Linked DNA regions of Sus scrofa: region 2 is linked to region 1. Evidence: chromatin contacts called from public HiChIP or PLAC-seq data. All regions are on one chromosome and are shown on one strand. Each heading gives the region's core, a stretch centred on a gene start, on an enhancer-like site or on the middle of the called end of the contact. The rest is flanking DNA. Distances are from core to core; before and after follow the strand shown. Region 1 overlaps PTGIR (prostacyclin receptor). Region 2 has its middle 11 kb from the start of SLC1A5.

Evidence for each region. HiChIP or PLAC-seq counts read pairs in DNA pulled down with a chosen protein or histone mark.
Region 2: an H3K27ac HiChIP or PLAC-seq map of alveolar macrophages shows a contact between it and region 1. The contact joins two enhancer-like sites. A contact is called at or near these places in 3 of 47 Hi-C or Micro-C datasets (embryonic fibroblasts, liver and subcutaneous adipose tissue) and 2 of 2 datasets of contacts at active chromatin or transcription factors (alveolar macrophages and skeletal muscle).

What each region holds. Positions count from the first base shown.
Region 1 is chr6:52,521,855-52,525,348 of Sscrofa11.1, forward strand. PTGIR (prostacyclin receptor) reads right to left here. Exons shown (of 2, transcript XM_003355952.4): 2 at 785-3,466. The coding sequence ends at 3,080. Among named protein-coding and RNA genes, the nearest start is that of PTGIR, 3.7 kb to the right of the region's middle. Within about 2 kb of position 1,742, at least 8 of the 83 cell types and tissues checked have an H3K27ac peak or open chromatin away from gene starts, as enhancers often do. A contact at or near this core is called in alveolar macrophages, where this site is marked.
Region 2 is chr6:52,670,690-52,674,030 of Sscrofa11.1, forward strand. No RefSeq gene overlaps it. Among named protein-coding and RNA genes, the nearest start is that of SLC1A5, 11 kb to the left of the region's middle. Within about 2 kb of position 1,467, at least 7 of the 83 cell types and tissues checked have an H3K27ac peak or open chromatin away from gene starts, as enhancers often do. A contact at or near this core is called in alveolar macrophages, where this site is marked.

The DNA.
Region 1 (3,494 bases), core at 492-2,991:
CGGCTGTGCTCCAGCGGCCAGTTCCCAGTGAGGCCAGGCCAGGCCAGGTTTGAGAACAAAACCTGGACCCCACCTGAAGCTTCTTTCTGTTTTTGTTTTCTTCTTAGGGCCACACTGGCAGCATATGGAGCTTCCCAGGCTAGGGGTCAAATCAGAGCTGCAGCTGCCAGCCTACACCACAGGCACAGCAACTCGGGATCCGAGCCATGTTTGGGACCTACACCCCAGCTCACAGCAACGCCAGATCCTTAACCCACTGAGCGAGGCCAGGGATCGAACCCACAATCTCATTAATAATAGTGGGATTCTTAATCCGCTGAGTCACAACACCAACACCTGATGTTTCTTGACCTGTTTTTGTTGGTTTGTTCTGGTGCAGGTCAACATTCTGTTTGAAATTGCTTTTTTCAAATGAAGGTATAGTTGATTTACAGCATTGTGCCAATTTCTGCTGTGCAGCAAAGTGACCCAGTCACACATATAAGTCAATATTTTGGTTATGAAATTCAAGCAATATAAGTGATCCTGCTGTGGTGCAACGGGATCAGAGGCGTCTCTTTAGCACCGGGACACAGGTTCGATCCCAAGCCACAGTGGGTTAAAGATCTGGTGTTGCCCCAGCTGCAGCTTAAGTTGCAACTGCAGCTGAGATCTAATCCCTGGCCCAGGAACTCCATAAGCTACAGGGTAGCGAAAAACAGGAAAAAAAAAAAAATCAAACAATGTAATAGTATTTCTGCCAAGACAGCTATAAAAGTTTCTAAACTTCCTCAAATTTTTTTCAGTATTACATAGGGGTTTTTATTGTGGTTAAATACCCATAACAAAAAATGTAGCATTTTAAAGGCTACCACTGAGTGACATTTAATCCACTTGTGATGTTGTACAACCCCCACCGCAACGTTTTCATCACCAGAACCCTCTCATCACCCCAAAAGGAAGTCCTGCACCCAGGAAGCATCATCTTGAACTATTTTTAACTCTTGAAGACACCCTTCATACGAAACACAGTAACTGGGGGGAAAAAAGTCAAAATAACGAAGCAGAGTGTTGCCGAATATCAAACCACATTTACCCAGGTGCCAGAGACTGTAGCCACAACGACCACAAGGGCGAGAACAGTAACATGTATTGGGGGCTGGCGCTAAATTGCTCTTCGCAGGACTCATTTCATCCTCAGCACAGCCCTGCGAGCTGAGCTCTGGGTCATGATGACCATTCTATGTAAAAGGAAATCAAGGCTCAGGAAGGCAAACGCACCGATCCCCGCAGTGATCGGGCCTAAGGAGATGGAAAGACCAGCTCCACCTGCAGACGGCTTTCTCCTTGCTGTGTGGCCTGTAGCCGGTGAGCGCCCTCTCTGGACCTTGATTCCAGTCTCTGTAGAAAGGCTCTAATAATAGCCAGATGGAGTGAGGGTACATCCCACCGTGGAGAGGGACTGCTACTGCCTTTATAGGAAACTCAGCCTCACCTACTCCCCGCCCCCACCAGGCAGATGCATTGTTTTAACCATGAAGCAAGGGAGAAAGGGAAAGCGGAAGTGGTGGGGAGTGGAGGGAAGTCTGTGGGCTTTCCCATTCCCCCACCACCCACCACCCCACTAAGCCCCAGTTCATTCATGCTTGCCCCCTGCACACCCTTGATGCTGTGCATGAGTGCAGAGAATGGCCATGAGAAAGGGGCTGGAAATCACCCCAGCAGTCAGAAGGGGAACTGAAGGCTGGAAGTCACCCCCAGAGGAGTCCAGGGTGGGGCAGAGACTGATCTGTGTCCCCAGCAGCTGGTAGAGTCAGCGCCCGCTCTCTGCCTTGTTGAATGAATGACGTTTTGTGTTTTGGGGGGTTGCGTCTGCTGCATGTGAAAGTTCCCACGCCAGAGATCAAAACCAAAACACAGCTCTAACCAGAGCCACCCTAGTGACAATGCCTGATCCTTAACCCACTGAGCCACAAGGGGAATCCTGAATGACATTTTTGGGAGAGCTTCGAAAGGACACAGGAGGTGAGGTCAGGCTCCGTGAGGGGGCAGCCATCTATTCAGGGACGGGGGCATGGGACTTAAGTCTGAGTTCTAGGGCCAGCCCTGAGTTCCCTGCCTCCTACCCCTTTGCCCTCCAGCTTCTCCAGCTCCCCTGCATCCCATGGCTCCATCATCCTCATCTTGGAACCCACCAAGCTATGCAGTTTCCCAGGTACCTGTCCAGTGGTGTTACCCACAATGCAACAGTCTCCCGTCCCTCCCACCTCCCCCTGCTGGGACCAGGGCTCCCAAGTCCAGCGCGGGAATCAGAACTAGGAGTTCCTGTTGTGGCTCAGGGGGTTAAGAACTCAACTAGTATCCATGAGGATGCAAGTTCTGGCCTCACTCAGTGGGTTAAGGATCCAAAGTTAATGCAAGCTATGGCGTAGGTCACAGATACGGCTCAGATCTGGCGTTGCTGTGGCTGTGCTGTAGGCCGGCAGCTGTAGCTCTGATTTGACCCCTAGCCTGAGAACTTTCATATGCCTCCAGTGGGCCCTAAAAAAGAGGGGGGAAAAAAAAGTAAAGGGAAGCAGGGAGCTTGTCACAGACTCTGTGGCTTCCTTGAGGCAGAGATGGTGGGGGGGCCTTGGAGTGGGCTGGGAGAGGGCAGGGCTGTCCTCTGGAGATTAGGCATGGGCAAGTGGGGCACCCTGAATGAATGAGGGTCAGAGCCAGAACCCTAACCAGAGCAGACCTGAGTTGCACAGAAGCTGCTGGGAACTTTTCTGCTTTCTAAATATTTAGATAGTGAGATGGATGGGCAAGCGATGGCCAGACCAGGCCGCCAGGCCACCGGATATTTGGAGGGAACTGTCCTTTTTATGCTCCAGGATAATTGCTCTGGCTCCCTCTCCCCCTCCCTCCACAGCCCGCACAGCCACCCTGAAGGAGGAGAAATAGCAGCTGATCACCCCCTGAATTCAGAGGGTCAATGTTCCGGGACGCAGGGCTCCAGGATCCATCTCTGGGCTTATCCACCCCCAGCCATCAGCCATGTCCCCGAACTTCTGGCTCCCGCTCCCGGAAGTCAGGGCCGGAGAGCTCAGGGCAGATGTCAGCAGAGGGAGCAGGCGGTCTCAGACCCCCCTTTGGATGGCGTTCCCACGGTGTTGCTGGATGGCTGTGCGGCAGGCAAGGGTGCCCCCTGCCCTTCGCCCCAGGCTGACAGAGGAACCCAGCTCCCCTCCTTCCCCCTGGGAGCAGCAGGGGCCCTTGAGTCCTTCCTCCCCGAAGCGGGCCAGGCGAGGGATGTCTGCGAGTCGCCTTGGGCGGGCCTCAGGCACAGGCAACAGAACCAGAGCTTGAGGCGCTGGAAAACGGCCTTGCGGAAAAGGATGAAGACCCAAGGGTCCAGGATGGGGTTGAAGGCGTTGAAACGGAAGGCGAGGAGGTCCCCCATCTCGCTGCTGTCCGGGGCGATGGCTTGGGTGAAGCCGCGGATCTGGGGGCAGAGTGAGGCCGTCAAGAAC
Region 2 (3,341 bases), core at 217-2,716, 150 kb after region 1:
AGCAAGGCCAGGGGTTGAACTCGCAACCCCATGGTTCCTAGTCGGATTTGTTAACCACTGAGCCACAATGGGAACTCCTCCTCTGTTGTTTATAAGCCACCCCATCTGCAGTATTTTGTTATAGAAGCCCGCACAGGCTGCGGCAGTGACCTTTTGAAGCTGGCTCATTTCACTGGGCAAGCCACCCAATATTTTGATTTAAAATAATAACTAACATTTACTAAACACTTAACTATATCCCGGGTACTACCCTGAGCACCATGCATGTATTACCTACCTGAGCCTCTCAACAAGCCAGCGAGGTGGGGAGGCCTGTTATTGTCCTCATTTTATAGGCCGATAAACAGAGGTACAGAGAAGTCACTCAGCTGCTACGTAGTCGCACCAGGAATTTTTCTTCTCATTTTTACTTTTTTTTTTTTAATTTTTATTTTTTTAGCATTGTCAGCCTCTTGTGTTTGTCCTGTGGTAAAATATACTTAACACGACCTTAACCCTTTTAACCATTTTAAAGTGTACAATTCAGTGGCCTTGAGCAAGCACATTCACGGTGTTGTGTAACCATCACCACGATCCAGTTCTGAACGTTTTTTTCACCCCTCTAGGATTGGAACCTAGGTTTTCCACCCTCAGAGCCCAAGCAGCTATTCCTAGCCTGACCCTCAGTGGAAGAATTTAGCATAGGGGCAAGAACTTATCTCCTTGGGGTTCAGCCTGGAGGATGCTACGTAGCTATAGAGTTGTCTACTATGCCCCACCAAGAGCTGGGTTTACTAACACCAGTTCTGGGCTGTTTTCTCTGCCTAGACCCTTCCCTTCCACCTCTAGCTCTTTGCCTCCTGTGACCATGAGGGGCATTTCTAAGGCAGGGGCTGGCAAGGGGTCCCGACATGGAAGAGAACCCACAGGCCAAAAGTGGCTTCATGGGATCATCCAAGCCCCTGGAACCAGCTATACCTGAAGCCATCCAACTCAACAACTTTTTATTGAGATGAGCCAATCCATTTCCAATTTTGCTGAAGACAGTTACACTGGGGTTTTTAGCTTTTTGAAACAGAAAGGGACTGAACTGATAGAGCGGGGGTTAGCCTCTTGATTAAGGTACTGGGAAGTAAGCTCCCAGAGAAGGGAAAGGCATGAGCCAACAAGAGTGGGTAGGAACACGGCCAATTTCAGGAGACAGACAGCATATCATCAAGGTGATTGCAATGTGGAATTTATGAGAGGTCACAGCGGGGGTCACGGTGCAACCTTCTAGTTGCAAAAAGAAAAGGGACAAGGCCTGACCTCAAGGGGCCTAGGCCATGGGAGAACCTGAAAGCTTCACCCTGGGAGCAGCGGGAGCCATCAAAAGGTTTAAGCAACAGAGTGACACAATCAAGTTTGCCTCCTTAGAAGAAGCCTCTGGCCTCTGACCCATTTGCTGGTGGCTCTCTGGAAAATCATTAGGCAACAGGCATTGACGTTAGCAGGGCCCATGCCCTCTGACATGGCAGTTCTGCTTCAAGGGATTGATTCTACAGTTAGAGTCACACACGTGGGAAATCAGCACTGTTTGCATTTGCAAAAGACTGGACACCAGCCAAGCGCCCATCAGAAAGGGGCCAGCGTAATGCGTTATGGACCATCCATGCATGGGAATACTATGCAGCTTTGCAAAAGAATGAGCCAGATCTGCAAGTGCTTTGGTGGTGTGTTGGTGAATGTTTAACCGCCAGCTCTCTGGGGGAGAAAACAGTCCTGAGCTGCAGCGTTTGCCCGTGTCTGTGGTGTAAATTACTCCCCCCCCACAGCTGGTTTTAAGCTACCAACACGTGGAACATCCTGGAACACAGACTTGGAAGATATCCTCCAGGTGGGATTTTCCTAACCTCTAGAACAGAGATGGCAGTAAAATGTAGTATAATAATGAGGAGGCAATAAATCGTTGTGTGCAAAAGAATTTATTTAGGAGTTCCCCGGTGGCTCAGTGGGTTGAAGGGCTGGCGTTATCACCGCTGTGGCTTGGGTCACTGCTATGGTGAGGGTCAAACCCTGGCCCAGGATCTTCCACGTGCTGTAGCTGTGGCCAAGAAAGAATTTATTTAGTTATAAGTTTATATACTTTTTTAAAAAATGATTTTATTTTTTCCATCATAGCTGGTTTACAGTGTTCTGTCAATTTGCTACTGCACGGCAAGGTGACCCAGAGTTTATATATGTTTTAGTAATGGCTATATTTAAAGCAGGCTTGCAAAATTCCCAGAGGTTTTGCAATCGGGCCTCACAAACTGTTACAAGCCAGCCCCCACACACACATTCAGGATGAGACAGCAAAGCCAATTTGTGGACAAGGCTCTACAGGACTGTATCTCACCCCCGCACAAGCTCTCCTCCTTACTCACTCCTCTCCGGCCTGGACTTGGTACATTTCGGGGTCACTCCCACCTCAGGGCCTTTGCACTTGCTGTTCCCCTTGCTGTTCCACTCTTACCCTCTTATAACCACGTGACTCGCTTCCTTACCACCTCCAGGCCTTTGCTCACATGTTACCTTTATCAAGGTCATCTCTGACCACCTCGTAATCAAACAGAAACCTTCCTGCCACCTCAACACTCCAGCTTCTCCGCCTGCTTTATGTTTTATCAACAGCACTGACTGTGCCATCTGACCTACTATGTAATATTAAAATGCACTTGTCACTTTATTTGTTGACTGTCTTTATTTGTTGACTAGAATGTCAGGTCAAAGAGGGCAGGAAATTTTGTCTGTTTTCTTCTCTGCTGTATCCCCACTGCCTAGAAGAGTGCCTGGCACATAGCAGGTGCTCAATAAATATGTGTTGAATGAATGAATATACACTTAAGTAAAAAAAAAAAAATAAGGCACAAACTAGTAACAATAGCCCAGACATGGAAGCAACCTAAGTATCCACTGACAGATGAATGGGTAAAGAAGATATGGTTCAGAGTTCCTGTTGTGGCGCAGCAGAAACGAACCTGACTGATATCCATGAGGATGTGGGTTCGATCCCTGGCCTCCCTCAGTGGGTCGGGGATCCGGCGTTGACGTGAGCTGGTGTGTAGTTCGCAGGTGGGGCTCAGATCTGGCATTGCTGTGGCTGTGGTGTAGGCTGAGAGCTGTAGCTCCGATTCGACCCCTAGCCTGGGAACTTCCAAATGCCGCAGGGGTGGCCCTAAAAAAGCAATAAATAAATACATCAATAAAGATGTGGTTCATATATACAATAGACTATTCCTCAGCCAAAAAAAGAATGAAATGATGTCATTTGCAGCAACCTGGATGGACCTTGAGCAGATCATCCTAAGTGAAGTAAGGCAGAGAGAGAAGGACAAATATCA